2 separate regions of the Rattus norvegicus genome follow, and region 1 is linked to region 2. A link is a contact called in public Hi-C data. All regions are on one chromosome and are shown on one strand. Each heading gives the region's core, a stretch centred on a gene start, on an enhancer-like site or on the middle of the called end of the contact. The rest is flanking DNA. Distances are from core to core; before and after follow the strand shown.

Region 1 (4,099 bases), core at 378-2,877, 200 kb before region 2:
GAAATTGATTCTATAAACTAATTAAGGCTATGTGACATTCTTCAAAGGCAAGTGTGGCAGCTTAGAATTCCCCAGACAAGGTCGGAGAAGGAGAAACTCTGGTAATGAAGGGAGTCAGCCATTCCATGCTGAGCTCCAGAAGGCTATCCAGTCAACGGTAGACTTCCACCTGAATTGGCACTCTTCCCACAGCAGTATTAAGGTCAAGTTAGGTTTAGATCTTAATGGTGCTTATTAGTGTTAGTGTTCATCTTGTTTTTTCATCACTATGACTAAGTGCCCCAGGAATGCAATTTAAAGAAGAGAGAATTTATTTGTGCTCTCTGTTTAAAGGGAGTCAGGATAGTCCACTATAGGCAGCAAAGGGTGATCACGTCGTATCCATGATCAGGAAACAAAATGGTGGATGTTCCTGCTCTCCTATTTCTCTTCTGTTTTGCTTGTTCAGTCTGGTTTCGTTCTGTTTTGCACTGTTTTGCTTGGCTTTGCTTTGTTTGAACAGGGCTTTACGCTGTAGTTCATACAGTCTCAATCTCACCATGTAATTTAGGCTAGCCTTGAACTTCTGACAATCTACTTATCTTGGCCATCAGAATGACTAAATTGCACCCATGAACCACGACATCAACTTTTTTTTCCTTTTTTTTAAACTAAGTCTGGGGTTACAGCCTGTGGGATGGTGCCCCACAACATTCTGGCCAGATTCTGTTCAGCTCACTCAGACTATAGAAACACCCATACTCATACCCAAACACACCCAGAAAGGCATTGCCCAGGTGAGCCTAAATCCCATCAAGTTGACAGTCAAGATTAACCTTCACAGTGGTAATGGCTTTGAGCAGGTTAATTAACCCCATTCATTGTTCTGAAAAATGGGGGAAATGTCTAACCATGTGTCTGGGAAGCAATCAAAATATCTTCTAGAATGTGTCTGCTGTGTTGTAACCACTTAAAAAGTTACATGCTGTTGTAACGCAAAAACTTCTGATAAGAGCTGGGTAGAAAAAGAGAAGGGGGTCTGACAATTAATAAATTAGTCAGCTTGAGTGAATCAACCCTACAAGACTGTCCTGAGGGAATCAGTTCCCCCCCTGCACCCCCAAATACAGTTTCATTTCATCTTGCAGTCATCCTATTTAACTGAATCATGTTGTCCTCAGAGACATAAATGTTTGTCTCCTGCGTTAATTTGGTCGTCTATTTCAGTATGTAGGGCACCACACCATTCTTCTGCAGCCCTGTCCTGGATCCTCACTATCTTCCTGCCCATGGCTTTCAAGCTCTAATCTGCTTTCTCCGGTTACCACACTCTGGGCAAAGGCTCCTTTTTCCACTGCAGGATATTTTTTAACTCTCCACCTGAAATCACTCATATCTTTCCGTTAACCATTCTTATGAACAGGCGGCTGAAAAGCTAATAAACAACTACTTTATATTTTGAACTTTAATCAGGGCAAATCTCGGGATTTTTTTTGTATCTTTTAAACAACGAGTTTGGGGAACAAACATTACAAAGTCATTCAAGCTTATGTCAAGGCTAACTTCAATCTGGACTGGTTATTTATTACTTCCCTGATAACTGGTTAACCAAAAGGTTAGTGTTTATCCTTGAATATATTTTACCTCAGAGCTGGGCAATGAACCACTGTAGCGGGCTTTGCATTGCTGCCTCTACCTACAGCTATTACTGGTCATTGGAAGACCTTAGAGTCAGGTTTGTCTTGGGGTATCTTCTATATGCTTGGAACTTGGGGGAGAAGATGAAATAGTAGGTGAGGTTGGGGTAGGCATAATGAGAGCTTGGCAAAGAAAGTTACATGGAAATAGGTGGACGGGGTGCAGGAGAGGGGGAAACGGGACATTCAGGCACTACCCAAGGAAGCTGTAGTATCAAAGTCTGCAGGCAGAAAAGGTTCAGTGTAGTGAATTTAAACCTGGAAATGGCAGAAGGTGTGTGCATCCATAGGCGAAAATTAGCCAAAATATGTTCTTTAAAAAGGTTCCTGCCCTTAAATGTGCTTGTTATATGGAGCATTGGCTATACTAAGAATGCTGTCTACCACTTTTTTGAATTTCTTTTTTTCCATCTTTATTAAATTGGGTATTTCTTATTTACATTTCAAATGTTATTCCCTTTCCGGGTTTCCAGGCCAACATCCCCCAACCCCTGCCCTTCCCCTTCTATATTGGTGTTCCCCTCCCCATCCTCCCCCAATTACTGCCCTCTCCCCAAAAATCTCATTCACTGGCAGTCCTGCCTTGGCAGGACCCAGGGCTTCCCCTTCCACTGGTGCTCTTACTAGGATATTCATTGCTACCTATGAGGTCAGAGTCCAGGGTCAGTCCATGTATAGTCTTTGGGTAGTGGCTTAGTACCTGGAAGCTCTGGTTGCTTGGCATTGTTGTACATATGAGGTCTCAAGCCCCTTCAGCTCTTTCAGTCCTTTCTCTGATTCCTTCAACGGGGGTCCAATATTTGCCGTATTCTGGCTGTGCCTCTCAGGAGAGATCTACATCCGGTTCTTGCACTTCTTTGCTTCATCTATCTTATCTAGTTTGGTAGCTGTATATGTATGGGTCACATGTGGGGCAGGCTCTGAATGGGTGTTCCTTCAGTCTCTGTTCTAAACTTTGCCTCCCTATCACCTCCCAAGGGTATTCTTATTCCCCTTTTAAAGAAGGAGTGAAGCATCTGCATTTTGGTCATCCTTCTTGAGTTTCATGTGTTCTGTGAATCTAGGGTAATTGGAGCATTTGGGCTAACATCCACTTATCAATGAGTGCATACCATGTGTGTTTTTCTGTGATTGAGTTACCTCATTCAGGATGATATTTTCCAGTTCCATCCATTTGCCTATGAATTTCATAAAGTCGTTGTTTTTGATGGCTGAGTAGTACTCCATTGTGTAGATGTACCACAATTTTTAAATCCATTCCTCTGTTGAAGGGCATCTGGGTTCTTTCCAGCTTATGGCTATTTTAAATAAGGCTGCTATGAACATAATGGAGCATGTGTCTTTGTTATATGTTGGGGCATCTTTTGGCTATATGCTGGGTCCTCAGGTCCAATTTTCTGAGGAACCTCCAGACTTATTTCCAGAATGGTTGTAGCAGTCTGCAATCCCACGAACAATGGAGGAGTGCTCCTCTTTCTCCACATACTCGCCATCATCTGCTGTCACTGGAGTTTTTGATCTTAGCCATTCTGACTGGTGTGAGGTAAAATCTCAGGGTTGTTTTGATTTGCATTTCCCTTATGACTAAAGATGTTGAACATTTCTTTAGGTGTTTCTCAGCCATTCGGCATTCCTCAGCTGTGAATTCTTTGTTTAGCTCTGAACCCCATTTTTTAATAGGGTTATTTGTCTCCCTGCAGTCGAACTTGAGTTCTTTGTATATTTTGGATATAAGCTCTCTATCAGTCGTATAGTTAATTTTTTTCAAATAATGAGAACATTTATTTGGAGGTACTCTGTTCTTTGGAAGCAGGTGTGAGTTCTCTTCAGTAGAAGGACTTCTTGTGGTTGTGTTCAGTTTCCACACAAATCTGGAAAGGACTGAGAAGAGGAGAAACCAAGGCTGGGTGGTATTGGCATATAGATAGCCAATACTTGAATGGAATGGATGAATGAGGAAACAGAACAAAAGAAAAGGATGTTTTCTGTTCTTCTACAGCTCCCACAATGCACATCGCCTAAATCCTCTACTTGGAACCACTCCGTCATTGTAAATTTTACAGAATTTTTTAGTTCTTACAGGAACCCTGGGCTTGAGAGTGATGCTGTGATTTTATAACTTAGTAACAACTGGAACTTATACAAATGATATTGGGAATCATCTGAGATCCCCTTTGAGAAGAAATGGGAATTTTTTTCCATATTTCCAGTAGCTCTCCCTAGGAAAACAGTCATGTAAATCTCTAAATTATACCAGTAAACTGAGAATGAAATACTGAATCCTATCTTCAACTTTTACTGTGTCTTGAAAGCTGAGCCTGAAAAATGAGCTTTTTACTTAACCTGCATTGTTTAGGACAGTGCCTAGATATCTAATTAAAGCTAGTCACTATTGTAAAAATACACCCTACAACATCAGTGAG
Region 2 (4,550 bases), core at 1,526-4,025:
TAGTGTCCTCCATCCCCTCTGGCTCTCACAGTATTTCTGCTTCCTTTTCTGCAGAGATTTGATGACCACAACCCATTTAAGGTTGAGTGTTCAAGTTCTCTGATCTCTGCTCAGTGTCCAGCTGTGTGTCGCTGCTGCGGGGGAAGCTTCTCTGATGACAGCTGAGCAAGGTGCTAACCGGCGAGCATTTTAGATATCATAATACATCATTTTATTGCTACATACCTGTAGCAGAACTATAGTATTTAGTTTCCTCTAGGTCTCTGGGAAAATCTATTGTGATTCTTGGCCACGGAGAAGTGTCCGGCATGGGTTGTATCTCAGAGAATAGACCTTAACTACAACCAGAGTGCTTCGTTGCTACCACAACTTTTGTACCACTGTCACACCAGGTTATCTTTGCAGACAAGTCACCATGGTTGATTGCCGATACTGTAGCTGTAGCAGGGATTTACCTGTCTCCTCTGGTGGTAGACAGAATATCTTCCAATACCAGGAGCACTAGTATTCAGTAGGGGTGAAAAGCTCTAGGTAGGAACCAGCTCAACTTCTCCATGTTCAGTGAGTAAAGTAGGTGTTATCTTTAGCCTTAGAGCCTGACCATCAGATTGAAGCTAGCAATCAATAACCTTGAAAATGGTTGGGTTATTTGGGGTTTTCCATGGTGCCCCTGTGTCCAACAACTTAACTAGAAATAATACATCCCCGGCACTGGCAGTTTCACTTGTTGGTAAGAGGCATCTAATTGGGGATTCGTCTCTCTGTAATTGATCATTTAAATTTAGATTTATTTCATACCATACATGTATGAATGTACTTATATCTTAAAAGCTTCCACTATACTAAGTGTCCATGAAATCCCTCAAATGGCAAAAGTTTTAGCTGTCCCTCCAGTATTCCTCCCTTCCCTTTCGCCTTCCTCGTTAGATCTTTCCATTCCTCCCTTCCCAATTTCACCATATATATTTATTTTATTTCCCACTCTCAAAAAGTTCCTTCCCCCTCTGCTAGTTCCTTATCTATACCTAGCCTCTGTAGCTATAAGGATAGTAGCTTGCTCATCAAAGACATAACAGCTAACATATAAGCGAATGCATACTGTATTAGTTTGTTGGGGTCTCGATTACCTCACTTGGGATGATTTTCTTAGCTCTATCTACTTACCAGCAAACACTTCTTTTTTTGTTTAAGTTTAATGGAGATGGAACTGGGAGGATTTAAAGAGAGTGAAATGCAAGTGAATGCAATCAAAATCTATACTATGAAATTGTAAGAGAATCAATAAAATATTTATAAAAAATTGAGTCCAAGTGCATGTGTGACATAGTATAACAAATTAAGATTATCTGCCAATAAAGTTGTTAAACTGTAAGAGGTTTTGCCTATTACAATTCCTTAGGCAAACCTCTCGTTGGTTAGATTTCATTAAACATTTTTTCATACATTGATTTCTTTTCCAACAATCTCAGAATTACAAAATGCCACATTGAGTTAGAGTCAGCTAAAATTAAGTTACTCCCAACAAACATGAACAGTGAGCTTTCTTTGCAATCAGAAACAAGAAGAAGAAGAGAAAATACAAAGGGACAGAAAACCTTTACATGTTAATACTTTATTGGAGGTCTGAATACACAAGGCATTTGCTCCCCTGTTGTTCTACACACACAGAATGAGTGACCAGGTTTATATGGGAAGAGGTTACCATCATCCCAACTCACATGTCAGGTTCCCAAGTCAGCCAAAAGGGGGTGGGGGTGCAATGACCAAATGAACTCCTTTCTCTAACTCCCCCGCACCTGTACTGACTGGTTTTGTGTATCAACTTGACACAAGCTGGAGTTATCACAGAGAAAGGAGCCTCTCTTGAGGAAACGCCTACATGAGATCCAGTTGTAAGGCATTTTCTCAATTTTTGATCAAGGGTGGAAGGGCACATTGTGGGTGGTACCATCCCTGAGCTGCCACTTCTGGGTAAGAACGTAAGAAAGATAACTAAGCCAGTAAGAAACATCCCTCCGTGGCCTCTGTATCAGCTCCTGCTTCCTGACCTGCTTGAGTTCCAGTCCTGACTTCCTTTGGTGATGAACAGCAATGTGGAAGTGTAAGCTGAATAAACCCTTTCCTCCCAACTTGTTTCTTGGTCATGATGTATGTGCAGGAATAGAAACACTGACTAAGACACACACCCCTCTTTATATCGTAATGATGCCTTCAAAACAAAAATAGCATCTTGTTGATTTGACAGCTACATCAATCATGTTCCCTATAGAGGAATGATCCATTGAATTCATAATTTCAGTATTGAATGACTAGTTTTTATTAACTACATAGCTAGCAAAACCAAAATTACACATGAAAAACGAGAGAGAGAGAGAGAGAGAGAGAGAGAGAGAGAGAGAGAGAGAGAAAATGAATCAGCAAATAACATCATCAAATTAGGGACTTATCCTACCTAGCAGATAAGACTAGAGAAGCCCAAGTGGGAGAGTAAGCAAAAGTAACCTTTGTAAGGCTCTTAATGCATCCAGTAGATAACTAAGGAGGCCCTGCTGAAGCTGTCCTGCTGGAGCTCCAGAGGTTCATGGTGTTTAGACACAAACTCCCACATATGTTCACATGTTTAAACCCGTGGTCCCTATTGGCGGAAATGTTGCAGAAGCCTTAGGAGGTATGGCCTTGTTGGAGAAGTACATCACTGAAGGTGAACTTTGAGTCTTGCAAGCAATCCTACTGCCCTCTGTACTCTGCTGCCAGATCAGGAAGGGAGCTGTGCCTGCCTTCAGGGTCTCCAACCCTTGGAAACAAAACGTAAGTCCAATTAAATGCTTTCTTTTATAAGTTGCTTTGACTGTGCTGTTTTGTATCAGCAATACAGAATAAGGAATACTCTGAGTGGTAGGGAGGTTTCTACTTCCTTGGATGAGCTTCCTGTGGTCATTCCCACAGTAGAATAGATTTCTACCAAGAAAGAAGCAATAGTAACTTCTGTTCGCAATGGTTGTTTAGTGGCTGTCAAGGACAAAAATGTACTGAATAACCTTAACTCTTTTCTGTGCCTTGTCTCCCTATCACAAGGGTGAAGGAGGGTCAATATTTCTGAGGAAAGGGTCTAAAAGGATATTTGAGATAAACAGGCTTGAGACTGAGATAAGAGAAGTGGTCTGGATCTCAGATTTGGCTCTCAATATGTGTAAAGAGTGTGAATTTACCACTAGAAGCAGTAACAGGATGTGTCTTCTGTTAATGCATACATCTCCACTCTATACTCACTTGCTATACAAGGCTGCGCACTTCAACTCTCCATATCTTTATCCATGACTAAGAGCACTGCCCTTATAAATGTGTTGAGTGTCATTTCCCATATTTCTGTGTGAAGATAAGTCATACGTAACCTCTATATCAACAGTGTTTGCCCAGGCAGGTGACTCAGAGTGAGTAGACAGAAAATGCATGTACAGCATAAGCAGATTTTATCAAATAGCTGGCAGAAGGAGGAAAGATGAGGCAAGAGGCAGAATACTTTATACAAATATACATGTGAATTTACAGTATTTCATGCAAGAATTTAAAAGGAGCAATTTGTATAATCATGATGAGAATTGGGAAACAGAAATCCACTGGGCCTCTATGGTAGAAAAATCCATCAATATACTATAAATAAGAAAACTGGCTAGGGGAAGGGAAAGAGGAAGGGAAGCAGTAAGGAAGAGAAGCATCCTTCACCATCACTTGAAAACAAACCATCTACATCATGGTTTCCTCAGGACTAGCCCTTCCTACAGTACATTCCATTCCCTAGAGGAAGAAATCTTCAACCACTTGGACTTGCTTAGAGCTACCCTTAGCAGAAAATCTCCAGCTGTCTGAAGAGAGTTAAATCCTGGTTAATCCAGGTCGCCTCTCACAGTTGAATGTGGTTGTTCACTAACCTATTGATTATCCCACAAGTCTATCTAGACTTCAGTAGAGTACCTGAGGACCTAACACCAAAAACTTGTGCTCATACCTAAAGTGTGTCTGTCCAAAGTGAGTATGGCATGAACTTGCAGAGGGTAAGAAGGAAAGAGTCAATGTCCATAAAGAGATTTTTGTCCTCCATGTCCAGTGTGTTCCAACAGGGGTGGGCAGTCCTAGCTCTACGGCTTTGCTATTGGTAGCACACATGGTCTCTCAGACCAGCTGGTTCCACTTGTTGGCTAGGTATCTCTCTATAGTTGCTCCATATTTACACACTTCTTACATTTTAGGCTGTATACTGCAGGCCATGTTTCACCATCATAGCCTTATGCATCAGTCTCACAGGGTTTCCCAAAGGGAATCCAACCTTAACTACACTTTACTCTTGAGCTCAGTCTTTCTTTAAAATGTAGATAAAAGCTTACATGATCCCAGAAACTCTTATATTGTGTAAGCCTGAAAACTAGCATTATGTAAAAGATGCCAAGTTGACTATTCAAACAGTAGTTAGTCCCTCCTGGACCATGCCTGCAATGACGGTGTCACCCGGCCTTTAGTACAAACCTTTAATCCTTCTGGCTAGAATACAGATA

What was found. Hi-C and Micro-C count contacts between places; a contact is called where the count stands out from the background.
Region 1: a contact with region 2 is called in a Hi-C map of hepatocytes, with 1.7 times the contacts expected there. The contact joins the promoter of Hao2 here to the promoter of Hsd3b5 in region 2. A contact is called at or near these places in 2 of 12 Hi-C or Micro-C datasets (hepatocytes and liver).

Annotation. Positions count from the first base shown.
Region 1 is chr2:188,910,661-188,914,759 of GRCr8, reverse strand. Hao2 (hydroxyacid oxidase 2) reads left to right here and starts at 1,627. Exons shown (of 9, transcript NM_032082.2): 1 at 1,627-1,714. The region is part of intron 3 of LOC120100894 (a long non-coding RNA gene); the gene reads right to left.
Region 2 is chr2:188,715,243-188,719,792 of GRCr8, reverse strand. It overlaps Hsd3b5 (hydroxy-delta-5-steroid dehydrogenase, 3 beta- and steroid delta-isomerase 5), which reads left to right and starts at 2,775. Exons shown (of 4, transcript NM_012584.2): 1 at 2,775-2,808.